Linked DNA regions of Bombyx mori: region 1 is linked to region 2. Evidence: chromatin contacts called from public Hi-C data. All regions are on one chromosome and are shown on one strand. The core of a region is the stretch at or near the end of the contact, and the rest is flanking DNA. Distances in the headings are between cores, read along the strand shown.

Region 1 (5,209 bases), core at 1,399-3,898, 65 kb after region 2:
TATTATGCGTTGTCCGAGATAGACTGGCCTTGTTTTTGTATGTACTAATAATGACGTAAACATTAATGTTAAATCTCCTTTCTCGAATCTGCTTTTTAATTCAATGGCTACCCAAGTATGTAGCTTCGATGTGTTTGAACCCTAACAAGCCTACATAAAACTCCCGTAACATAATTGCTAATGTTTATATATTTTCTGGGAATCGTCGAGTAAATACAACTTAGCCTACGACCAGGTTATAACGACCTCCGTTTTTACTGCTCGAAGCCATTACGAGATTCCATTTAACATTTTTACAGTCCCTAATTGCGGATTATAAAACTGCGAACGACTTCAGTTATTGCGGAGGTCGAGACGATACGATAAAATATTATAATCGGCAACAAAACCCCGCTTTTCGGTCGAGGAAATTAGATGCAAATTTTAACATATCATTTAATGTGAAGATTAATTAATAATTATTATTCTCTTCTTTTTCTCCGCCTTATCCCACTAGGTCAAGTCGGCACAGAAAATTTTTCTCTTCCATTATCTTCTATCAGCCGTCATCTCAATACTCACTCCTCTCTCTCTCTCATATGGTCATTCACACTATCCATCACAAGTCTTCTTCAGTCAACCTCTTCCCCCTCTACCTTGCACTACCATTTCCATACATCTCCTAGTCACATGCATCTTCTCTCTACGCATCACATACCACGCTAACCGTCCGCAAGATTAATTAATAATTATTAAGATAATGTGTCCTAAATCTTGCCTCGGGAGGTATTCCGGTGGTGAGACATATATAGAAATAGTTAAATACGCGTTTTCCTCTCTAAGTCAAGTACGCGCCGGCTGTAAGTTATGAAAAATATGACATTTCACCAAACTTAATGTATGATGTATTTCTATGAAAAAATAAAAAAAATAAAAAAAACTCAATCACTACTCGTTCACAGAAGAAATGGAAAATTGTAAAACATTAACGATCTTCGTTCGGACACTAAGCACGAGATAATATTGAGCTGAACAGATACACATTCTACACGATATTACAGGTTAGCTCCTATTATAAAATATAGTAATAACAAACGGGCCCCAGTCATCGTGAACATTCTCTACGGGCCACTAAAACTTATAACGACCATCGCATCGCAAATTGTCTTATTTCATAAAGCAGCATTTTATGGTATGTTTAGACTCTAACATAAAATGAATCGATAAAAGCACAAACGGTTCAGAAGTAAAGATTGAAACACACTACTAACACGATTGAATTTACCAATGTACCCGGAAGGAATTATTCAAAATGGCGTATGTAAAATTTTCTTTCTAACAATAAGCGAAAACTATATTTTTGTATTTTTTTTAAATTACATTATCGATTTTTTTTTATTCAATAGTGTTAACGTGAATTTCCAAAAATAAATTTCACATTAGTAAAACACAAATTTTACAAATGTATGTTTCACTAATGTGAACAGAGTAAAGTTATTATACTAAACTTACCCATAGATCCAATGTTACGACAACAAATATTTCCGTTGAAATTCGCACAGCATCGCACAGCAAGTGTCAACACACACCACGGCACTTGTAAAACTAAGTATCATTCGCAAAATAACTTCATTGACGAAGACAGTACACCACTTATATTATTAATTTCCAGCATTTTCCTACAAAAAAGAAAATAAAAAATAATATTGATATTCACACACTGGCACATCACTAGAGCGCGCGCGTGGAAATTCGAATTGTCACTTTTATATTTAAATTTCGAATTTCTCCACCTTCGTCCGGTCACTGTAAAGTGGAAATCACGACTGGTTAGTAGTGTGATGCGAACCATTCCGATTATTCGACCACTAATTTATCGATTCACTATTTTGTTGTGTGTATGTGTACGTGTAGTGTACATTGTTAGTGGAATAGAAACTGAATTTGAAAAATATATAGAATTAAATAATCGCCGAACGAAGCTTATTTTTTTTTGCATTATTTACCATGTCAACATAAGACGCAATACAAAAATTAGTTTTGTGGGAAATTAGACTTCAAGATATAAGTGTTCCGTTACAATTGTTGTTGAGTATATAACCATTGAAACAGCTAGTTTGCTTACAGCGGACAGATCGATAACCGCTTATAGTGACTAACAAGCGGAAGAATGGAGGTAAGTGGATCAGGCCACGAAGCAAGCGATTCTTAATGTGTTAATGTCTTAATTTATATTACTTCAAATAAGTATTAGTTTAAGTATTTGGTACTTTTAAATATAATAGACAGATGTTAATCTTGAAATAAGTACATACGTTAATTTTGGTACCATTATGAAACTGTTGTGAGATAATATGAGATGATACTAAGTAACAGTAGTTTTAGTTACAGATGTTATTTTCGATTGTGTTAGTTAAAGATGTTATTTGTAATTACTTTTTAACTCACCGCCCATCTGGTGTTAAGTGGTTTCCGGAGCCCGTACACATCAATGAGAATATATACATACACAAAAGAAGCGTTTTTTTTTTGTCTTTTGTTTTCACTCAATTTCCCCATTTAATTTCCATTGCAAAAGTTCTACCAATTTTAAGCAATGCTAGATTGCGAAGCAGCCACTCGCTCATTTCACGGCCCGCGATAACAATGGCGTCTATTATTAATTGTTTGACAAGTAATAATTAATAACACGTCGTAGCAGGCTTTAATATAAAACGTACTAATTCATTTTGTAACAATACTTGCATCCGTGTATTTCGTAATTATTTCAGTTGATAATTAAAAAAAAAATTAATTATATATTACCGGTAGCTTGAACCTAAAGTTGGAATAGGCTTAATAAAGGACTAAGCAAATTAGTAATGTAAGCAAAACTAACAAGCAAACTTTTATAACAATAGTTTCTTTTTAAACCTGCTTGCCCTGTTTATTTGCAATGTACGTAGTACTTAAATTGAGTGGACATAAATGCCTTCCTTTAGATATCGCAACTATAATTGGCTGTGCCATTTTATTAATATCGTCGGATTAATTTTGTCGATTTTTTTTTGTGAATTAATTTTTAACGCTAAAGAAAATAAAGGAGGGTTTATCTCTTACATTTTATGATTAGTCAAGAAGGTCAGTTACTGGATTTTAGATTTATAACAAGGATTTTCTATTGCTGTCAATGGCAGTAGAGGCTTGTAAGTGATTATCGAATTACAAATAAGTTCGTTCATAACAATATTTTTCAAGTTCAGTTTTATAGTTAGTAAGTCGTAGTAGTATATAGAGTAAGGTATGTTTAGATACGCATCCCCCAGTATGTTAAATTAATAGTTGAGCCAAACTATAAATGCTCTGTGTGTTTGAAGAGTTACATGATTTGTGTGTAATGTTTAATGTTGTTAGTCACTACATAGTATAAAACAAAGTCTCTTTCTCTGTCCCTATATCCCTATGTATGCTTAAATCTTTAAAACTAGGCAACGGATTTTGATGCGGTTTTTTTTAATAGATAGAGTGATTGAAGAGGAAGGTTTATATGTATAATAACATCCATTAAATAGTGGAGAAATCAATAATAAATTACAGTTTCCGAAGCGAAGCGAGGGCGGGTCGCTAGTTATATAATATTTTTATATTAAATATTTCTAAAGTAATTTTTAAGGTCATTATTCTTTTAACGTTTGTACTAGATTGCCTCAGGAGGATAATATTTTTGGAATATAAATACATATATGTACTATATATTTTGACTTTGATTTTGTACTACAGATTTTTACGGGCGATCACTTGATGCGTTAGAAGAAGTGAAAAGAATATTAGAAGAGGAATGAAATTTGAAAATAATAGATACAAATTAACCCTCCAAAAGAGCGAAACGAATTTTTATAAGAAAATTACCATCATTTTATTCAAAGCTCGCCTCAAACGCCATTCCGTTATTTTAATGTTAATGCAATGTCGATTCTGTATGCCCTATAGATTGTTTTTCTTATAGAAAGGAGATGAAATGGAGAGATGGAAAATGGACTTTTCGGTCTAGACAATACAGTTGATTTTTCTCATTATTGAATAAAGAATTTGTTGTCATAGAATGCTGTCACATGAAACAGACTTTCAGACTGCAACGAAGCTTCTTTCACACCGCAACGTGAAAGCATCTTGAATTAGTGTTTTAAATATTCAATAAATTCATAATAAATGCAAATTTGAAACATCAATTGTAATGCGTATGGTGTGACATAATGAAAGTCTAAGTGTAAATTGGGAAGTGATACGGGTTGATTCCATCCGCGAGAAGCTGAGATAGCCCCTTAGGCTACCAGTGAATAGGTAGGGAAAAAACTGGTTCTATTAATCTGAGTTTTGTCAAATCAGTATTTAAATATATTCTGTTAGTTTTTTTTTGGTTATAGTGTTAAATTATGGTATGTGATCATTGTAGATGCAGCATTCAAAACAATATTAATGAAACATAAGGACAAATGTTAATAAAATTGTGTGCGCCAAATTTATTTCAATTTCTTAATTAACGATTCGTACTTAAGTAGTAGCACAACATTTTTTACACAAAAAGATTTCACCTTTCAGATCGTTTTAATTAAAGATATTATTTGTAATTACTTTTTTTTAATGTTGTCGTTTTCTATTACTTGAACAAGTGCCTTCCAGTTTTACGAGGATCAATGTATGTAAAAATGGTATTTTATCATCATAGATGACTTAAAGTTTGGATTCCACTGATATTATGTAATTATATAATAAGTATATATTATATAATTGTTACTGTACTATTTCACGTACAAACTGCTGGAGGAATTTTGATAAAACCTACATGATTAGAGGAAGAGGTAGACTTAAGAAAAGAATGGATGGATTGCGTGAAAGACGGTATGGGTTAAAAAGGATTGAGCGAAGAAATTCTATTTGATAAAGTATGGAAGGAGAAAACATGTTGCGCTGACCCCTGGTGACTGGGAGAAAGGCAGGAGAATGTTGATATCAGAATCGATCAACGTGCGATATTTGGCGCTTCACTATTACACGTGATGTTTTTCATAGAATAAGAAAGGTAGAGGGAGAAGAGGTCGACCGAAGAAGACATGGATGGAGTGTGTGATATGAGAGAGAGTGGAGTGAGTCTTTAGCTGATGGCTGATAGAAGAGAATGGAAGAGAAAAATTAGCTGTGCCGACCCCACCTAGTGGGATAAGGGGAAGAAAAGGTAGAAGAGAAATGGCGC
Region 2 (5,203 bases), core at 638-3,137:
ACCCTTACGTTCACTGTAATAAGTACGTTTTTTTTTCCTTATTACATAGTCAATGGTTATGCCGAGTTGTAAACTAAATGTGACAGATAAACTTTAACGCCTAGCACGTGCGATAAGCGCAGATGCTTTGTCGATTTTCATTAATATATTCAAACTATCAATAACATATTACATTAAAATATTTTCGCATCACTACCGCAGTTTTTACGGTCTCGTCGCGTCTCCTCCGCATGTTCCATTTTAAAATGGGTCTGCTTGTGGTAGGTCATTGGATAAATATTTTTTAAGTCATCACACGCTGTTTAAGGGTATTTACCTCCCTGTTTCTACCAGAAGTAAGGATGCTACTGGATGTTACTGGTGGTAAGACTTCTCGAGAGTTTATTGGTGGTAGGACCTCTCGAGAGTCCGCGCGGGTAGGTACCACCACCCTGCCTATTTCTGCCGTGAAGCAGTATTGCGTTTCGGTTTGAAGGGTGGGGCAGCCGTTGTAGCTATACTCGAGACCTTAGAAATTGTATCTCAAGGTGGGTGGCGCATTTACGTTGTAGATGTCTATGGGCTCCAGTAACCACTTAACACCAGGCGGGCTGTGAGCTCGTCCACCCATCTAAGCAATAAAAAAAAATTCTGTCTAGATGATTGATAAAATACTGTAATGCAATGAATACTCATTGAAATACCTTATAGGTAGCGTCTAAGCCAGCTTTTTTTGTCAGTAGCTTCAAGGAGCTATTCTGGCTTTACCAGATTTGAAAGCGAGCTCACAGGGCTCCACCTGAGAAACTGTTTGCATCTGCCCCAACAAGAACAGTGCTTTGCTGAATCTACCACCGGATCGGTATCGACCATCGATAAGAATCAGTGAGAAACTCAATGGGTTGTGTCTGTGAGTTAAGTTGCAGGTAGAATCGAATCGGAGTGTGGCAAAGTGGATCTGTAGGATCCGAAATAAAGTGTTTATGTTACTAATGTTTGTATAGAATGGCGTTGATGATCATTTCAAAATAAATAGATTGCCTATCTGTGATCAATGACAATTATCTCCAAATGAAATGAAGTTATGTTTGAAAGAAAGCAACGTGATAGATATTAAATGTATGAGTTACTAGCTGTACTCGTCCGCTTCGCTGGGCTTTTAAAATTAACATTATTATTTCTCACCCCCACAAAGATTCTCATCATTAACGCCCCCGCAACTGGTGTAAGGAGTCCAACACTCATATAAATATTAGCCTAACCATTAAGTACATGTTTTTTCTACATGAATAACAAGTTTCAAGTCAATCGGATGCACGGTTCAATAGTTATAACGGAACATCCGTAAAAACCGCTGTAGATTTATATATTGGTATAGATTGGTTACACAATTAAAAAATGCTATTTGTTTAATTTTTTAATACGTGCATTATTATTTTGTATATTTCGGCAAATAGTCAAAAGGCGTTAAAATAATAAAACAATCATGAAAAATAACGAAGAATCACATCCCCCGATTCTATTTAACAGCAGTAAAAAAAAATTTTTTTTTATTGCTTACATGGGTGGTCTCGCTCACAGCCCACCTGGTGTTAAGTGGTTACTGGAGCCCATAGACATCTACAACGTAAATGCGCCACCCACCTTGAGATATAAGTTCGAAGGTCTCAAGTATAGTTACACCAAATGTATACCAAAACTTTAAATTACGCAGCGCTCATTAAACAAATTTACGTTCGCATTAAAAATACTAAATAGCGACAATAAAAACGTAGTACACGCTCAAATGTTTAATCGATATGGGATTAAAACGAAGAAAATTTATTTAAAATTTTCCCCGGAGACGTTAAGGCTACGTATAATTTACGAGTGGCCGGTTGTAAAAGTTTTTGTTGCGAAAAGCGACTGAGTGCTATAAAATGCTCCGTCCCGCTCTAACGCGAGGTTTACGACCGTGAAAATGCGAGATAGCCGTATACTGCACCGGCAGTTTTATTGCTGAAACGTAAGAGTGATGCAAACGTATTAGTATTAGGAAGCTCAGCGGCGCTTGATGCTGAATTTAGTAATATCGACAAATTAACTTTCAACTGGGGTCGTTTCAAATTAGTCGTATCAAAAGCGAGTTATCTATATATTAATACGTGAAGCAAAAGCATTGTATCCCTTTTTACGAAAATTTCGCGGACGGAGGAGTATGAAATTTCCCTCACTTATAGAGAATATAGAGAAGGAGTGCAGAATATTTTTTTTTTTAATTATGTATAAAAAATACATTAAATTAAGAAAAAACATTACACACACTACCATGTATTTGACACACACACACGCATGAATACTATTTGTTTATTGTCAAACTTTTCTTATTGCTTATAGTCTGTGGTCAAATTGAGAATAGATTAAATATTGTTTGTCTTTGTTAATGTTTGTTTAAAGTGTAGTCTTAGCGAAATCTGTAAAGAAGTAGAATAAATAGCCTTTGACAATAGAATCAGGTACAAACTTACAATTTCAATTAATTATAGTCGAATTTCGACTACCGATGGACCACTAGTTTGATTTAATTCTCATAACCTTAATGTTACCGTAATTATTAATATCTATTTGACACACACACACAAATTTAAATCCTCTTTATTTATTGTCAAACTTTTGTTATTCCTTCAAGTCTGTGGTCAAATTGAGAATAAGTTAATATTGTTTGTCTTTAATATTATTTGTCTATAGTGGAGTCTTGTCGAAATCTGTGATTATAGAAATATAATAAATAGCCTTTGACAATAGAACCATGATAATATTCGAACTTCTAATTTTAATTAATTATAGTCGAATATCGACTACTGTGAGACCACTAGTATATATAATTCTTTTTTTTTTCCTACCTATGCTGATAGCCTTGAGAGGCTATTTCAGCTTCACCCTAACGTGTGTAGGTGAGCTCACGGAACTCAAACCGGAGTGTTGCTAACACTGACCCTAGCAAGAGTAGTGCTTCGCAGAATCTACCACCGGATCGTAAACGCGACCCACTGAAAAGATCCTGCGAGAAACTCAGTGGACTTAATTCTTCTGTCCGCAAGTATGTTTGTGAACTCCTCCTAAACGACTGGGCCGATTTTGATGAAATTTTTTGTGTGTTTTCCTGTGGATTCGAGAAGGGTTTAGATTCACAATTCGGTACACTACAAAAAACATACTGAAAGTTTGAAATTTTCGGATTTAAAACATCTGTACAGGACAGCGCCTATCGAGTCTGGTAGTATACATATATAGAACACTCAGACAATTACACGAATTTGAATCGAACCCACGACCCTCAGTCCAGCATTCAGGGGCACTAAGTACCATACCACCGGGCCAGTTGAACCTGCGTCTAGGAAGAGGCTCTGAGACGATCGCACACTAAATAAACTTGGGTACTTTACCTACAAAAACAAATACTATGGTTCTCAATTTAGCAAAAGAATTTTATTTTACCAATGCACCAAAAATATTTTTTATTGCTTGGCTGAATGAGCTCGAAATATGATCGACTATCTCTACCCCGTTACAATCTGAGGGACCACCCTATCAACACATACATATCTCGAAGCTCATACATCATAAGTTTCAATTTGATAACGGTTATCATTTCAACGACTAGGTGCCAAGAAAAAGCTTGAAAGATATAGTTAAACCCAGTTTTATGTCCAAAAAACCAAATTTCGTAACCTTTTACGTCTTACGTCTTACACCCGTTAATTTGAATGCGCACCGAATATATGATTTATCTGTCACGTGTCAATCAATCATCTCAATTCTCAAAATACTTACTCGTGAATAATGTCGAGGTCATAACGTCGAGGTCATAACGGCGGAGTCCCAAAACGATCGCGACGCGTACAGGGTCATTTTACGATTTCGTAAAACTCTTACATGAGAGGTTGCGTGTGCGGCAACATTATGGAGGGTAGAAGTAAGAAGGAGCATCTTGTATAGGGGACAAGTTGAAAAAGTGCCCTACAATTATGCTTTTATCTCGGGAGATAAAAATAGCACCTAGAACCATGTCGCATATTTTAAAAGATGACTTAGGACTTACAGCCTATAAGAGACGTACTGGTCATTTCTTAACTGATAATTTAAAAGAGAATAGGGTGGTAAAATCGAAACAACTACTGAAGCGGTACGCAAAGGGAGGTCATAGAACAATTTTGTTTTCGGATGAGAAATTTTTACAATTGAGCAACATTTTAACCAAAAAAATGACCGTATTTATGCTCAAAGCTCTAAGGAAGCTTCTCAATTAGTCGACAGAGTGCAACGTGGGCACTATCCGTAACAGTGTTTTTTCCCTACCTATTTTAGTAACCTCGTAGGGATATTCCAGATTCTCTGAACGAGTAGGTCAGCTCATGGGGCTCTAGCCTGGTGACGTTGCTAGCACTAGCATTAGCAAGAGCAGTGTTTCGCAGAATCTACCACTGGATCAGAAACGGGACCCAGCACTGCTTTTGCTAGGGTTAGTGTTAGCAACGTCGTCAGGTTTGAGCCCCGTAAGCTCACCTACTTGTTAGGTTACGCTGACATAGCCTATCAAGGCTATCAGCTTAGGTAGAAAAAAAAAACATCTACAACGTACATGCCGCCACCTAACTTGAGACATGACTTCTAAGGTCTCAGTTTTTACAGTACAACGGCTGCCTCATCCTTCAAACCGAAACGCAATACTGCTTCACGGCAATAATAGGTAGGATGGTGGTACCTACACGTGTGGACTCACAAGTCTTCCTACCACCAGAAATATTCCGATACTAAGTGATTCGAGAAGCCCATAAACATTATAACGTGAATGCCGCCTCCTACTTTGACATGAATCTGAATCTCAATTAATGGGATGTGCTATTAAATTAAAAATTGTTTCAAACGTATGCAATAAAAAACTTTGAGAAATCAATAAATTCAACAAATAGACAAGTTTTGTACCTTCCTCTTTGTGCATATAAACATTGTGATTTAAGTAATGTCTATTGACATTGACACTGTGAAGTTTTACCTTGAATGCTAATTAGCAATTGGCAATACAATAGGGTTCTGTTTGGCCCATGAATAAAAGGTTTTATATAGTTTACATACAGAACGCAAGAGGTCTCACAGTAGGACTACCTCGTATTATCCGGAAAGTATTGTAATAGACTATAGCAAACTTGCGTGTATATTTTGAATGATATTGAATTTCTCACCA

Evidence for each region. A called contact is a pair of places that touch in the nucleus more often than the background predicts.
Region 1: a Hi-C map of whole pupa shows a contact between it and region 2, with 4 times the contacts expected there. The contact joins two enhancer-like sites. A contact is called at or near these places in 2 of 7 Hi-C or Micro-C datasets (middle silk gland and whole pupa).

What each region holds. Positions count from the first base shown.
Region 1 is chr25:10,711,148-10,716,356 of ASM3026992v2, forward strand. The region is part of intron 2 of Dsx (doublesex); the gene reads right to left. Among protein-coding and RNA genes, the nearest start is that of Dsx, 83 kb to the right of the region's middle. Within about 2 kb of position 2,649, at least 2 of the 8 cell types and tissues checked have open chromatin away from gene starts, as enhancers often do.
Region 2 is chr25:10,646,889-10,652,091 of ASM3026992v2, forward strand. All of the region lies in intron 4 of Dsx (doublesex), which reads right to left. Among protein-coding and RNA genes, the nearest start is that of LOC101738240, 59 kb to the left of the region's middle. Within about 2 kb of position 1,888, at least 4 of the 8 cell types and tissues checked have open chromatin away from gene starts, as enhancers often do.